Regions from separate parts of the Mus musculus genome. Here all the other regions are linked to region 1. Evidence: chromatin contacts called from public HiChIP or PLAC-seq data. All regions are on one chromosome and are shown on one strand. The core of a region is the stretch at or near the end of the contact, and the rest is flanking DNA. Distances in the headings are between cores, read along the strand shown.

Region 1 (3,588 bases), core at 636-3,135:
CACACACACACACCTGGTGGAGGAGATGGGAGATGGTAAGGCTACTTTTTTGAGAAAGCCAAAAAGAATGATGAAATAGAGGACTGTGTTGCATGGACTCCTGGGGGATAAGGGGCTAGTGCATATATGTCTCAGGAGAGTCTGTACTTTTGATGTAGAGTTGTTGCTCTTCTCAAGTGTATATTAGCTAATAAGCAGAGGTTTTATTTTGTTTAACTCTTTTGGGAAATTTTGGCCCTTAGCATGGAAATTATCCAAGCTTTGCCTACTATGGGAACACATTGAGCCTAAGTGGAAGGAAGTCCTGGGATTCCTGACTGGATTTTGTTGCTGTGTCCCCAGCTATTGGAATGGGGTGACCTCAGCTCCCTCTGCTTCCAGGATCCTGCTAGTACTGACAGCTGCTAAGATTCCAGGCACATAGGCACACTTATGTGGGTCTCTTACTTGAACAGTAACCAGTGGGGTGCTGGAGGTGGGAGTGGGCTCCTGAGTAAACTATAGCCCTTTCTCTTGTTCCTTCCCTGCTCTAGCCAAAGTTAGCCAGAGTCTGGAAGCTATGTTCCATTCTAAAAGTTTGCGAATACCAAGTCTGTTTCAATTATGCAGGTGGGAGGAGGGATGTGGCCCATCCTCCATCATCACTCCCTATATTAGGAATCAAACTCCTGCTACCTCAAGAGATCACATGGGATCAGTCTTGCACAGTAAAGCTGAGGAGTAGGTGACTCTTCCAAAAGGACTGTTTCAATGTGTGAGAGTGGCACCTACTCCCCAGGAAGTGTGTGTGTGTGTGTGTGTGTGTGTGTGTGTGTGTGTGTGTGTGACAAGAGCCACTCTGCAGTAGTAACTTTGGGGCAAAGTCAGGAAGTCAGAAAACCTCACCATCTTCCATGAAAAAGCCAGGTAAGGCATTCCAGAAAGGTGGTAGGGAGGAATGACAGCTGACTGGGGTCAGCCTTAGGTCAGTTCCAGGGATCAATAGTAAAGAGGTATTTGGGGCTGTGTAAGAAGCAGACAGCAAGGATGTAGTTGTTCTAGGTCCCAACTCCCTCTACAAACTCCACCCAAACCAGCCCCGCAGGCCCAGGGGTCCCAGTGCCTTTAGCTGCTCTTTAAAACTCCCATCCACTCTAAAAAGAATATGTGATTGGAGCTTTAGAATGGAATTCCGGGGAGGTCTGCAGTTCAAGTAACTAGCTCTTCTTCTCCTCATACGCTCTGCCATGGACGTTTCTGTGGAACTCCACACCCCAGAGTCTGTGGTCAGCCATAGGCACTCGGATGTTATGGCTCGCGCAGTCAGTAATCTCTGTCCTTCCGCACCAGGAACCAGCCAGCTCTGCTAGAATCGCTGCCCAGGTCTCAAGCACTATTTGGTGTCAGGAGCGCTGCTCCACACCAGGAGTCTGTCACTTCTAGGAGGAAATCTTAAGAAGAGCGGCAGCGACTTTGTCAGATTACAAATTGAGTGTATGCCTAAGGTGCTGGTGTGGGGACACCCTAGGCTCCTATCCGCTTTCATAGGTGGTGCCACCATAGGTCCCAAAGCTCCAGAACAGAACTCCGAAATGCTCGGTTCTAGTCCTCTCTTATCCGTAAGATATGTTTCTTCTACTGCTTGATCTTATGTGTCTTAGAAACACACACACACACACACACACACACACACACACACAGAAAGTGTCGAGTGGGATTATCAGGGAGGGGACACCGGTCAGGAGAAGCAGAAGGCAGGCTAGCACAGCTGCCAAAGTCCGCTGCCCGGGTCAGCAAAACTTTGTTTCCCAATGCGCAGGCGCAGGCAGAGTTGGGGGGCAGGGGAGGGAGGGGAGAAATCGCACGGCAAGGGGAGGGGGGTTAGGGGGAGGTGGATTAAAATAAGTAGGCGGCTCGGTGCTAAGGGATGAGTGAGACGTAGCTCGGCCTCTCCCCAGCAAGTTCTCGCCGGCACTGGTTCAGATTCAGAAAGGGAGCCAGGAGCGAGGCTCAGCAGACCCCGGCGGGTAGAACTCCGGGGCTGTGAAGCGCTCCCGCGTGTCCGACTCTTGGAGTCACCGCAGCTACAGAAGCGTCAGAAGTCTAGTTCGCCAGGGGTGCCAGTCGGCTCCAGAGTCTCTGGTCACTCAAGTCCAGCGCAGCGACCCTCACAGACGCGCTCTGCCCTGGGACCGCGGCGGAACAAGGTAACTGCAGCCCTGGGGCGCCTGGGCTCAGCGAGGCGAAAGCCCGCAAGATTCACTTCTGGTTCCCTGTTGTAGCTGGTGCCTCCTCTTTTCAGTGTCCTCAAAGGCGGTTCTTTTGGCCAAAGGAAGGCTGCAAGATCTCCGTGAAAGTGAGAGCAGTTGCAACGTAGAGTTGATGGGGATGCTGGTTCAAAGACTTCTAACTCTGGGTCCTTGTTGGCCTCTGACCTCGGGAGGAAGGAAGGAGACAGAAGGGCCTGAGCCATTGAGTGCAGCCGTGTTTGGCTAGCTAGAATTCCAGTATTCTAGTAAGGTGCCCACAGATTTTATAAGGCACTCTGCAGGCTTCCCTTAAGAAACTAGAGCAACTTCAGAGAACACAAACTTTTTTTTTTTTCCTGCAGGGTGCCTTTTAATTCAGACTTATCCCCCCTTAGCTGAGGAAGAGGGGAGAAAGTGTTGATGGTCATAACCTAAGCTTTCAGCATCCTGGACAGGTGCATTGCCCCAACTCTGTTGGGCTTTAAAACGAATTCTTCTTTTGCAGAGTTGTACTTTAGACTCGAAGCCTTCAAACCCCAGGACCACAGGGCTGCTGCGAGTCTGACATCCACCTCACAATTGGACTCTGCTTGGGATGGTCTCTATTAGAGGGTTTCAGTGTGTCCCCAGGCCTGCAAATCATAACCTTCGATTGTCTCTGGTGTAGGGAGAACTATGCTGGGGGTGGGGGACACAAACGAACATTGTTTTCTAACTGGAGAACCGGACGACCCAGAAGCAGAACAATCAGGAGGCTGCAGATACCTCTAGCGTGGGGATTCTATTTTGCTCCTTTGGTAGTAGCCTAATCCAGGTTTAAGGGGAAAAGATGGGAAGTCAAAATGAGAGAGACAAGGGCGGCTGCTTGCTGAAGGAATCTTACCTTCCACCAGCAGTATCCTTGATTAAAAACCAAAAAACAAACAAACAAAAATCTCCCGCGTCCTCCCTCAACAGCCCCTGCTGCACAAGCCGGGTGGGCTCCGGAGCAGAGGTTAGCAGCATAGGTTTCTTTGTCGCAATAATTCGATGAATTTCATTCGGGATGGGACTTGCAAGTTGGCTCTTTGAAAGAGAACCACGTGTAAAGCTATTTTCCTAGTTTCACAGCCTCCCAGGGAAAGAGTGTGCTCTGTGCTCGCTGGGAGGGAAGGAGGAACCAAAGAGGACTGGTGGGTAGATGGTCTATCACAGGCTCTCTCGAAAGTAATTGTGGTTTCATTAAGATTGGGAAGCCGGCTCCTGGGGACACAGCGGGCATCCCAGTATAGCAGAATGGCAAAGGAAAGAGGGTTCCTTCGATCTCGTTTGTTGGAAAAAAGGGCAGCTAACGTGTGTGGTGTTGGTCAGACCTCTGGAC
Region 2 (3,588 bases), core at 504-3,003, 490 kb after region 1:
TCTTAAGATAAGACTTATTTCCAACATGATCAATATTGGTATCAAACATAAGTCTTGCTGTTCAAAGAACACTAAGTTTTCGTAGTCGTAAAGCATAATCATTTATTAAAATTTATATAATATATGTTAATTATATTACTAAATTATAAATATATTTAAGGTTCTTTCTTTTTCTTCCTGTTATTATATTTGGAATATACTAAATACCTACATTAACACTTTACTCATCTGCAAACCACCTAGCTAAAATGCCATGGTATTATGGAAGAATATACAATTCCCACTTTTGATAATGTAGCTATAGGATACATTTCCTTTAAAAACAAATTAATTATATGCTTGCCCATCTATAGCATCCAATATTCCACACCAGAATTAATTGTTCTGTTCAAATGCAAAAGACTTACCATGAAGTTCATCTGAGCTTCTTTGTTCCCTCTTTTAGACTTTTGCTTGCCTAACACATAATAAGGAAGTTTTGTTTTGTTTTGTTTTATTTTGTTTTGTTTTGTTTTGTTTTGTTTTGTTTCTGAGTGACAAAATGTATCTCAAAAGTATGTAATGAGGGAACCTTACATATATAGGCCTTGTCAAATATCATTCTGAAGGGCCAACATATCCCACAGTCAACCTTCAATAAAAGGGATGCCCTTGGAAGGCTAGCTTTTCCATCACAAAATGAAAGACTTCAAAGATATAATCTTAAATCCACTTTTAGTGCTAGTATTCTGGGATAATCTTCAGTCATTCATATGAATGGTGTCCGATAGTCATTGTTCTATTGATGTGAAGAATCAATCATGGCAAGTCTTATTAAAGAAAAAGCATTTAATTGGAGGTTTCTTATAGTTTCAGAGCAGTAGAATTAATTAACATCATGGTGGGGAACATGGTGTTGGAGCAGTAGCAGAGAGATAAATCCTCTTCTGCAGGCAGCAGGTAGAGAGAGAGGGGCAAATGGAGGGAGAGGGAGAGAAGGAGAAAGAGGGAGAGACAGAAAGAGACAGACAGGAAGTAAGGAGGGGGAGAGGAGAACGAGAGGGAAAGTAAGAGGGGAAGACAGATAGAGAGACTGGCGTAGCATGGGATTTTGAAACCTCAGTCTACTTCCAGGCTACTCCTAATCCTTTTCTAATAGTGCCACTCCCTGGTGCTGAGGCTTTGGGACGGCTCCACTAGCTTCCTCTTCTCCCCAAGCTCTGTACATAAAAGATTAGGGAGCTAGCTATTTGCAAAGGTAGAGAGCTCCAAGTATGGTTTTGTCAGAGTCACCAGAGATTCTGGGAGCTCAGAAGCCAGAGTTTGTTTCTCTAACACTTTAGGTGCACTCAGTTAATGATCTGCCTATATGTCCCGAGACAGCGCCAGTTGGAAGGTCTTTACTGAGGACAATTCCTCCTCTCCTCGTCTCTCACCTTCATCTCAACATGGCTGTTTTTGTGTTCAGCTTGTGTTTTCGTGCATCCCCTGAAATTCCAACTTAGGTACTCATCCATGGAAGCCTTTGGATTCTGACCTGCACCGCATGACTGCTATAAGCATGGGGCATATATAACCTAAGCAGATTCTGGACTGCAGTCTGAAAGAAAGATGACTAAAATTTCCTGTCCCCTGCTCTGACACATAACAGAAAACAAGCAGTTTCCTTACCTTCAGACCACAGGGTGGATTTACTGATGCTCCCCCTGCAGCTCTGTCTTGCCTTGTAGCATCCACTACTCTGGAGCAAAGCTTTGCTGGTCTGCATTCCACATGTGCCCTCTATCAAGGAGGTAGGGCTCATAACACTCAGCAATGTCTTATGAGGCTTTTTCTAAAGACCTTGCACATCCCAAAATTAGCAGAGGCAAATCTGCTTCTCATTATCCTGATAGTCAATGATTTATACTCTCATACTGGGGGGAGGGGAAAGTTCTAATGAAGGCCAGCCATGTGGCATGTTATTAACCCTTCTCAGAGAATGTGCTTCCAGCCGTTCTCTGGAGTCACTTAGGTCACCCTTCTGAGCCTCCCAGTCCTAGTGAACTGCTCCCTCTCTTGGGTAAACACACATTTGTTTCATTTTCTTGAACTCCTGACATTGTAACTATAGGTATATACTTTGATGGAAACAAACTCCTCAGCCCACCCCTTGGCAACCTAAAACATGTTCCTCTAGTGAAGCCCCATTATGTGAGCTTTACTTTCCTCCCATTACTTGCAAACACATAGGACTGTCTCTTATTCATCCACACATTCAAGAACAAGTCAGCTGGAGCTAGAGAGATAGCTCAATTAGCAATGTTAGGCAGCCAAGTGTGAAAACCTGAGTTCTGACCCGCCAAGACTCATAACAGGCTCTGTGTTATGAGTACTGTAATCTCAGCAAAGAAGAAAAGACAGAGGACCTGCTGAGTCATATTGGCTCAAGAGTTGAGTGGAATTGTTAAACATCAGATCCAATGACAGATTCTATCTCAAAAATTAAGGTGGAAAGAGACTGGGAAAGATGTTATGTCAACCTCTGGTCTTCATATGTACATGAACTCCCACATGCATGCATATTACACATATGAGAATGTATATGCAAATGCAAATACATACACTCAAAATTAATTGAGTGTAATATATGTAGCTTTTTGATGAAAAAGATTTTCTAATAAAAAGAATCTTTCATTTAAAAATCTCACCTATTCTACATGTCACCTATTTTTATATGTCACATAAATTTCCTATTATAAAATATGTTCTTTGAGGTTTTATGGCTACCAGGAAGCATAGGATATTTGTGAGGGATATTAATGTGTGTGTGTGTGTGTGTGTGTGTGAGAGAGAGAGAGAGAGAGAGAGAGAGAGAGAGAGAGAGAGAGAGAGAGAGAGAGAGAGAGATTGAAGTAATTAGGTAATTAGGAGAAAGCTAAGGAAATATTTTCTTCAATGTACATTAACCAGAACACAGAATATAAAGGATTTTGTGTAAGTTCAATGTCTTGTAGATATATAGATGTAGCAACTCTTGTTCATTTTAGATTCAAACTTAAGGTGAGGTGGAGCAGATCATCAACAGTGATATTCTTGTAAAAATAAAGTTCTTTTGATGATTTACAACTATCTCTTGCTCATACGGTGGTGGGAAAGATAAGAGACATGTTGACCTAGAATATTGGGTCTGGGAACACTTTGGATACTTGAAACTGTCATAATGTGGCTTCTATGTTGTCTTGGATCCAGAGAAAGATGGCTGTGACAATGGAACATCCAGAATCTGCTAGATTATGATTCATTGATTAAGGCAAACTTGCCCAACTTTTGGGTTGTTGACCCTACCCCAGACACTTCAGAGATTCAATACAATAAGACTAGGGATATATGAGAGCCTGGTCCATCTCAGCAGCCTCAGCCCCATGTTTACTAAGGTGACCCATGCTGTTCTGTTGCTACAGCATGAGGGAACTCACCATGTCTGCATGACATGGGATACAGTGTTGCTTGTGTGTGAGCTCCAGATTTAGGCTACATGGGAACCTTGAAAGAAACAAAGCCTTTTAAAGAGTTACAGTAGCCCAGGGAATTGTTCACTTAGACACATATAGGAGTATTAAGGGCAAA
Region 3 (3,588 bases), core at 505-3,004, 460 kb after region 1:
GCTTTCTGCTCCTTATCATCTTGACTTCCCTTTCAGCTTCTATGTCTTTTTGAGAACCATTGACTATACCTCCTTTGAAATCTAGGTGAAAACACGTTCTACATACACACCAGGAATAGCTGCTCTGAAGGTTTGTGAAGACCGTGTTTATAAGCACTGGACAGGGAAGCTTAATGATAACAATTAAGCTGAGCAAGCAGGTTTTTATTTACTCCCATTATAATGTTGGATTTCAGCTACTGGGGGAAAGCAGCAAAATTTAATAGGACAATTAATGGCAATTCAGTCTGCTGAATGGAATTCTGAAAAACAGAAAATCAGAAGGACTCTAAAAACATGTAGAAATACTGCAGATACTAGTTCTTATGGATATATCAATATTATTTATTCATTAAGTAACATAAATGTAACTTTAACAGTCTACAATGTTATAATAGGGAACACTGAGCATAATTGTGTACTGTGTGTACTAAGTGGATTGTACTTATATATTTAGTAATATCTCTCTCTCTCTCTCTCTCTCTCTTCCTCTCTCTCTCTCTCTCTCTCTCTCTCTCTGTGTGTGTGTGTGTGTGTGTAAAAACAAAGAAAATGAGGTCATGAATTTGAAAGAGAGTGGTGGAGCACACAAAAGAGTTAGAAGGGAGGACATGGAAGGGGAAACGACATAATTATAATCTCAAAAAATTAAAGTATATTTGGTACAATCTAGGAGAAGGTATTTACAAAATTTCATTTTGTATAACCAAGTGAACCATGTGATCATCAAAGTCAGGAAGATTGTGGATTCTGATTAAAAAGTGGCAACGAGAGAGATTCTGGGTCGTACAAAACAATAACAACATTCGAAGTGACAGCATTACATGGAGCCAGGATATACCAATGATCTCAATACGTCTTGTTATGAGCTGTCAGTGATACCAGGAGAACCAAAATGCCTCAGTGATAAACTGATAACCAATCTGAGACAGCAAACACTGGTGTGGAGAATGCAGAATTGCTTTCCTTACATGAAGGCTGCATGCTGACCTTGCGGCTCTGAGATTCCCTGCTTACCTCCTCCTGTTCCTTTTATCCTCTGCTTGACTCTTCCATGAATATTTCTTGAGCCTTTGCTTTAATCCACACAACTTGCCTTATCACCTTCAAGAAGCCCACCATATAGAAATAGATCTTTGTAATGCCACTCTGCAAATTTCAATAGGGATGCTACATTTTGGAAAAAAAAATTTAGAAGTATACCTTCCCAAAATTTCACTTTTCAATGGATCTAGTTTAAAACAGACTAGCAAACTTTGGCTGTCATAGAGAAAGGTTGGTATGAGATGAAGCAACTTAGAAGCCCAATCATATCCATGTGATCATGGCCAAACCCAGAAATCCATCTTCTCTCATGACTTCAGTTTCTCATGGGCTCATGGGTTGGACATGCTTCTAGTCTGGCCTCTGAGACTGTAAGTGCCCGTGGCCCTTTAAAAAACATTTTCTCCATATGATATTTAAAGCCTTCTAATTCTCCAAGGACTGGCCAAAAAGGGTTTTTCCTGTTTTTCCAAGCTGCCCTGCAGAACATATTATAATGTCCAGAAATGATGTTTAAAGTTTCAATAGCTTCTGGTTCTCTGGGCCACATCACCTTGCAGTTGCCCTCAAATTGTTTCTGAATCACGTTTCCTCTGGCACAAAGCAGAAGCCCTCGGTTCACATTACGCCTTACAATGCGCAGCGCTCTCACCCTCTGCAGAGGAGCTCTTATGTCAGAATGAAAAATGATAAAGCATAAATGAAATCGCAACCACATGTGCTCGGCAGTGTGGCCCTGGTCTGAGTGGCTTTTCAAAGCAGAGAGTAAGCCATCTTTGCATCTGTCTGAACAGAGATACGGGCTGCTAGAAGAAATCCTCTGTGGTCAAGGTCCAAATCTGAGGGGTGGGTGGGTGGGGGAATGGAAGGGATCTGAGCATGTGGTTGGAAGCTTTGGGGATCAGATTCACACCAGAAGTGATCCCTGTATGCATCTGGAAGTACAATAAGTGAGGGAAAGGAGGATGGAGGGTAGACAGGACAGAGGGCCAGATTTAAGCCACTATACCCAGTCAGTTTAGTGTTAGATTGCAGTGGTGGCACACACCTTTAATCCCAGAACTTGGGAGGCAAAGACAGGCAGATTTCTGAGTTCAAGGCCAGCCTGGTCTACAGAATAAGTTCCAGGACAGCTGGGTCTACCCGAAGAAACCCTGTCTTGAAAAAACAAAAAGGGAAGAAAAAAAAAAGAAAACAAAAATATAGTTTTAGATTGCCTGATCCTTCATTCTCATTTCTAGTCCTCTTTGTCCTCTATCAGATTATTACACATCTTTTGACTGTGTCCTCATTATAGGTCTTGTAGACTTTAGCTTCACTCCCCACCCTGCTGATAAGTGTGATTTTTTTTTTAATTCATTCATGTTAAAGTAGTCAGATTTCTTAACAGGAGTTCTAGTTTTGTACCTTCTAGCTCTGAGATAATCACCAAGATTCCTTCACCTTACTTAATAACAACTTGCCCCTGGAGACTCACCCATATTCATGTCTGTCCTTCAGCCTGGCCTAGAGTTCAATGACTAGAGAGGTAATAATCCTTCTTCAGTATTCAGTTGAGACGTTTTCTCCTTTGTTATGTCTATCCTAGGAAAATGAGTAGTTTTCCCCATAGACCTCTGGATTTGCATTTATTATATAGTTTTTAGAAGATTACAGCATAGATTTTTATTTACATATAATTGTTCACCTTGCCTAACACTCTAGGCAAACCAAACACAGAAGATCTTCTCTATACCTTGTCAACTGTAGGCATGACAAGGATCATTGTATACTTCTATCCTGTCTATCCTATCTTCTGACTTCTGAGTTCAGCAGTAGTTACAAATTAGCCACTGTGAGACCCCATGTACCATTGTACTTAGCTAACATTACAAATATGTCTTTTCCTACTCTAAAACTATCCATCAAATATTTAAAAGCATATTTATATATTTCTTCACATTCTAGCTATGGAATTCTTTCTACAAAAAGTTGAATGAACAATAAAGTCAATGAATCAGAAAACCCAAGAACAGTATCAGAAGACCCTGTTGTCTTTCCAATGCTTTCATATCATATCCAACTCATGAAAGGATATTCTACCTACAAATGAGAAAAGGAAGTTGATAAAGATAAGGAATATCAAAATCCACATATCATAGCACAGTGGATTAAAATTTGTTTCTCCTAACTTCAATACATGCTAGAAATACTGTGAAATAAATGTTACTGGAAAGTCAGTGGCAAGGCAGGATCTTTTCTACAGTCTACAATGCATAAATGTTAGGCACCACCTCTAAGCAATGTTAATGTCCATCAATTACAGTTACTGATGCTGAGCAGAGAGATGCTACCATAGAGAGGAACTGGCCTTCGCTCTCAACATTCCCAAGGGATGGCCTTTCCTCCTGGTGAGATGCATATATGGTACAATACTGGAGTGTTTCTCTGACTTTCTGGTTATTGTAGTCTCTGGCCAAAGAACAGAGAAGACACTCACAGGGTATTGTGTGGAAGACATGTATT
Region 4 (3,588 bases), core at 793-3,292, 340 kb before region 1:
TCCAAGTAAGGGGAGCTGACCAGCAGCACCCCGGGGGAGTAGGGAGTGTGGCCAGGGCAGCATCTGTGATGGCCTGCACTTAGTGTGTAACTCTCCTCTGAGAGTATCCAAAGCTTCTCTTGGAAGCGTGTGTACACTTTTCACTGTTGTGGGGAACCTGGGGCAGAGGTAATGGGGGTGTGGTTGATCTTGCATAGAGATACTGGGCGAGCTGTGGTTATTTTCCAGTTGTTTCCAGAATTTGAAAGAACAGACCCAGGAGGAAGAAGAAAGGCCTTCCTTTCACATGAGAGTGTCCTAGGACAAGATGGGCCCATGCTCTTCATGGTAGCCTTTCTTCTTTTTGAAGTCTGGCGAGGTCTCATGGGAAGCCAGAGCTCAGCTGAAAACCAAGCACTCGGAGAAAAATGGAACTGTGGGAAAATACTTTTAGATGCAAGTGATAAGTACACAGTATCTTAAGCAAAGAAGGAGGCTGATTATTAGATTCAAGAGCTAGGGAAGAGGCCTTGCTAAAATGACATCATCAGGCCTCTGTTCACTCAAGCCCTTGGCTTGGTTCCCTACTTGTTTCTGGCTTTGTTCTGTGGACTACTCTGTCCTAGGGCTGAGGAAATGGTTGCTGACAGCCTTGGACCCATGTGCCTCTCACTTGACACAAAGCCTGAGTACAAAGAGACTTCTGTGTCCCAGCCTATGCAGAGAAGACATAACACTGGTGCTCTGTCGGCCATTTGCCAACACCAGCCTCATCTCCATGTCTAGTAGGTGGACCAGGCAGAGCACGTTGGTGACACTCCTGCAGATAGAGCTCTGTGGTCATCTGATCAAGAGCATATGCAACATTCCACCTCCTGCCCCCTCTCTGGGAATTCATCTTTTATTCTATTTATCTCTTTTCAAGGCTGAGAGTCACCGGCTTTGGGTTAGAATGAAAATGTGAAATTTTACAAGAAGAATGCAACTATATTTTTTAACATTTCCAGAACTATTGCACTTGTTGAAAAGAAGCAGCTAAGAAGTTGCTATAATTCTGTTGCTGCAATGCATATCTTGTCCCCCCACCCTTTTTTTTTCAGACAGGTCTGTGTATAACCATCATCTGGTACCCATTTCACCATGAGAAACTGAGTGTGTAGTGGTCGGTAGTACCTTGTATTCTCAGGTCTTTATATCAGAGCTTCATCGAACCATATATGTGAGGTCTCCCTTGGCATATGGACCAGATTAGAAGAAAATATCTTGATGTCAAGCTATGACAAAAATGGAGTAACCCCTCAGGATCTGGGGAAGAGAATGGACATTTTTACAGGTTGATGAGATATGATTGCATGTTACATGACAGGTTCTGTTTTGAATAGGTGTAATAGTAGTATCTTTAGTTCATGTCTTTGTTTTGTAATGTGCTGCTTAGGTTTTAATTGTCAACTTGCCACAACTTAGAGTCTCTTGGGAAGAGAGACTTGGTGAAGAATTATCTAGATCATTTTGGGCAGTGGGCATGTCTGTAAAGGACTGTCTTGATGTTAATTAAGACAGGAAGGCCTAGCCCATTGTGAGTGGTGTCATTACCCAGGAAAGATGCCCTGAATAGTATAAGAAAGTAAAAGCACATGCACTAACAATTAGAAAAGAAAAAGAAAAAAAGAGGCCCTGAATTTGAAGGAGAACAGGGAGGGGTATCTGGGAGAGTTTGGAGGAAAAGAAAGTAAGAAATGTTATATTGTATTAATAATCTCAAAAATAAAATAAAAATACTAAAAATAATTCTAGAAACAAGTGAAGCTACATATTTGATTGAAAAGTCCTTTTGATCCATCTGCAAGATGGACAGTTTCCTGGAAAAAGAAAAGTCACCTTGCCCCATTGCTTAGGACTGCCTTCCCTCTCATACGCTGTACTTACTCTGATAATTGTCTGGTTGCTGGTTCCTTTTAGAATGTGGTCTCTCTGAAGGAAAGGACTGTCTTGGGTTAATCTAATTTCTGTTTTTGTCAGTCTCAAATCTGTCATCCAGTTGGAACTTTGCATAGGCAGGAAAGAATTTCTCCTTCCCTCGTGAGGCTGCATTCCATGCATGTTTGCTGCTTGCAAAGAGAGCGTGTGGAGACCTGATCATCTGTGAATATGTCCTTTTAGCTCAATCCACCACACTAAAGGTTCTGGAGCCAAAGAAAGATCCAGTGTGAGCCATGTGTTCTTGGAGCCACCTCCAGAGCTGTGGGTAGATCGGGTCTCTGGTGGAGAGAGACTCTCCAGAGCTGTGGGTAGATCGGGTCTCTGGTGGAGAGAGACTCTCCAGAGCTGTGGGTAGATCGGGTCTCTGGTGAGAGAGACTCTCCAGAGCTGTGGGTAGATCGGGTCTCTGGTGGAGAGAGACTCTCCAGAGCTGTGGGTAGATCGGGTCTCTGCTGGAGAGAGACTCTCCAGAGCTGTGGGTAGATCGGGTCTCTGTGGAGAGAGACTCTCCAGAGCTGTGGGTAGATCGGGTCTCTGCTGGAGAGAGACTCTCTGGAGGAGCTTCAGGGCCAGCCTGTAGCTGGGGGGGGGGGGGTGTTCCAGTGTCAGGAACTGTGGGGTCCTCTGCAGCAATTGACCAAGTTTTTTTCTCAGCGTATGTTTCTCTTAGCCAATGCCTCAGCACACTGGGGAACAGCACAGGGGGGAGGAGTAATGGGCGTGGATGAGGGCTGGACATTTTTCCCTGTTCAGGACCCCTCACATGCATTCTTTGCACGGAAGCTCTCTCTTATGCAGCTGCATTTGCCTCAGATATGCACTGAGGTATGGGGCTCTTCTGAGATATCTCAGTTCATTTTGCCTCTTCTCTTTCTGATTATAGACTCATGTTACAGTCTGACGTCTGTTCCTATGGCCCCCGTTACCTTTCATAGTGAGTACCCCCATAATTCTTCCCTATTTTTAATTTGTATTGACATCACTATCCAGAACCCCGATGGATCCTAGGTAAGTTTCCTTCCCAGTCTCTGCCTCATAATCCTCATCTATAAGTTGGTTATAACAATAAAAGGGATTTTATACTTTCAGAGTGAGAATTCAATAAAACAGTATGTGTTACATTTTTGTTATAGTTCTTGGTACATAATAAATACTCAAAAATGTCAACAATACCCATCTACAATACCTGGTATTACTAACACAAATAGACATTTCCCAGAGCACGGCATCTCTGAGCACCCAGTATCCAGGTGGAGATTTGGAACACAACACATGGTCAGTTAAAGGTCAATGAAAAATGGAAGTCCATGACGTCACATGGGGTATCTCAGGGGAATTAACAAAGGTCAGTTCTCTATGGGTGAGCCTACAGGTGGAGTCTGAACTTACTCAGAGAAAGCCTTCCTTAAGCTAGTTCAGGAGGAAGATATATAACCAAGAAGCCAGCAGAAGGGCTCTTGCTGGTCACACCAATCGACAAGTAGGTTTCTAGATCTTGAAACTGTTCCATCCTATAGCAGTGAGCAGCAGAGAATGGAGGAATCATAGGTCCACTTCATGGGAAGAGGCCCCACATCTTCATCCTAGGAGAGGTCAGCCTCCTGGCACCACTGGATCAGGACAGCTGTC

The links. HiChIP or PLAC-seq counts read pairs in DNA pulled down with a chosen protein or histone mark.
Region 2: a contact with region 1 is called in an H3K4me3 HiChIP or PLAC-seq map of neural tube, with 5 times the contacts expected there. The contact joins the enhancer-like site here to the promoter of Osr1 in region 1. A contact is called at or near these places in 8 of 39 promoter capture datasets (the 3T3-L1 cell line, 3T3-L1-derived adipocytes, cranial neural crest and 4 more), 5 of 484 Hi-C or Micro-C datasets (the 3T3-L1 cell line, the C2C12 cell line, cortical neurons and 2 more), 4 of 115 datasets of contacts at active chromatin or transcription factors (embryonic forebrain, fibro-adipogenic progenitors, neural tube and 1 more) and 3 of 9 other capture datasets (adipose tissue, embryonic stem cells and liver).
Region 3: an H3K4me3 HiChIP or PLAC-seq map of craniofacial prominence shows a contact between it and region 1, with 5 times the contacts expected there. The contact joins the enhancer-like site here to the promoter of Osr1 in region 1. A contact is called at or near these places in 7 of 39 promoter capture datasets (the 3T3-L1 cell line, the C10 cell line, cranial neural crest and 3 more), 2 of 484 Hi-C or Micro-C datasets (cortical neurons and uterus), 4 of 115 datasets of contacts at active chromatin or transcription factors (the NIH/3T3 cell line, bone marrow-derived dendritic cells, craniofacial prominence and 1 more) and 1 of 9 other capture datasets (embryonic stem cells).
Region 4: a contact with region 1 is called in an H3K4me3 HiChIP or PLAC-seq map of craniofacial prominence, with 2.6 times the contacts expected there. The contact joins the enhancer-like site here to the promoter of Osr1 in region 1. A contact is called at or near these places in 6 of 39 promoter capture datasets (the 3T3-L1 cell line, embryonic stem cells, hippocampal neurons and 2 more), 1 of 15 datasets of contacts at CTCF or cohesin (the NIH/3T3 cell line), 3 of 484 Hi-C or Micro-C datasets (the C2C12 cell line, embryonic fibroblasts and myocytes), 5 of 115 datasets of contacts at active chromatin or transcription factors (craniofacial prominence, embryonic limb bud, embryonic stem cells and 2 more) and 2 of 9 other capture datasets (adipose tissue and liver).

What each region holds. Positions count from the first base shown.
Region 1 is chr12:9,572,557-9,576,144 of GRCm38.p6, forward strand. Osr1 (odd-skipped related transcription factor 1) reads left to right here and starts at 1,886. Exons shown (of 3, transcript NM_011859.3): 1 at 1,886-2,186.
Region 2 is chr12:10,060,323-10,063,910 of GRCm38.p6, forward strand. No RefSeq gene overlaps it. Among named protein-coding and RNA genes, the nearest start is that of Gm46324, 16 kb to the right of the region's middle. Within about 2 kb of position 1,754, at least 7 of the 459 cell types and tissues checked have an H3K27ac peak or open chromatin away from gene starts, as enhancers often do. A contact at or near this core is called in neural tube, where this site is marked.
Region 3 is chr12:10,033,952-10,037,539 of GRCm38.p6, forward strand. No RefSeq gene overlaps it. Among named protein-coding and RNA genes, the nearest start is that of Gm46324, 42 kb to the right of the region's middle. Within about 2 kb of position 1,755, at least 7 of the 459 cell types and tissues checked have an H3K27ac peak or open chromatin away from gene starts, as enhancers often do. A contact at or near this core is called in craniofacial prominence, where this site is marked.
Region 4 is chr12:9,228,074-9,231,661 of GRCm38.p6, forward strand. No RefSeq gene overlaps it. Among named protein-coding and RNA genes, the nearest start is that of Gm46323, 140 kb to the right of the region's middle. Within about 2 kb of position 2,043, at least 24 of the 459 cell types and tissues checked have an H3K27ac peak or open chromatin away from gene starts, as enhancers often do. A contact at or near this core is called in craniofacial prominence and embryonic fibroblasts, where this site is marked.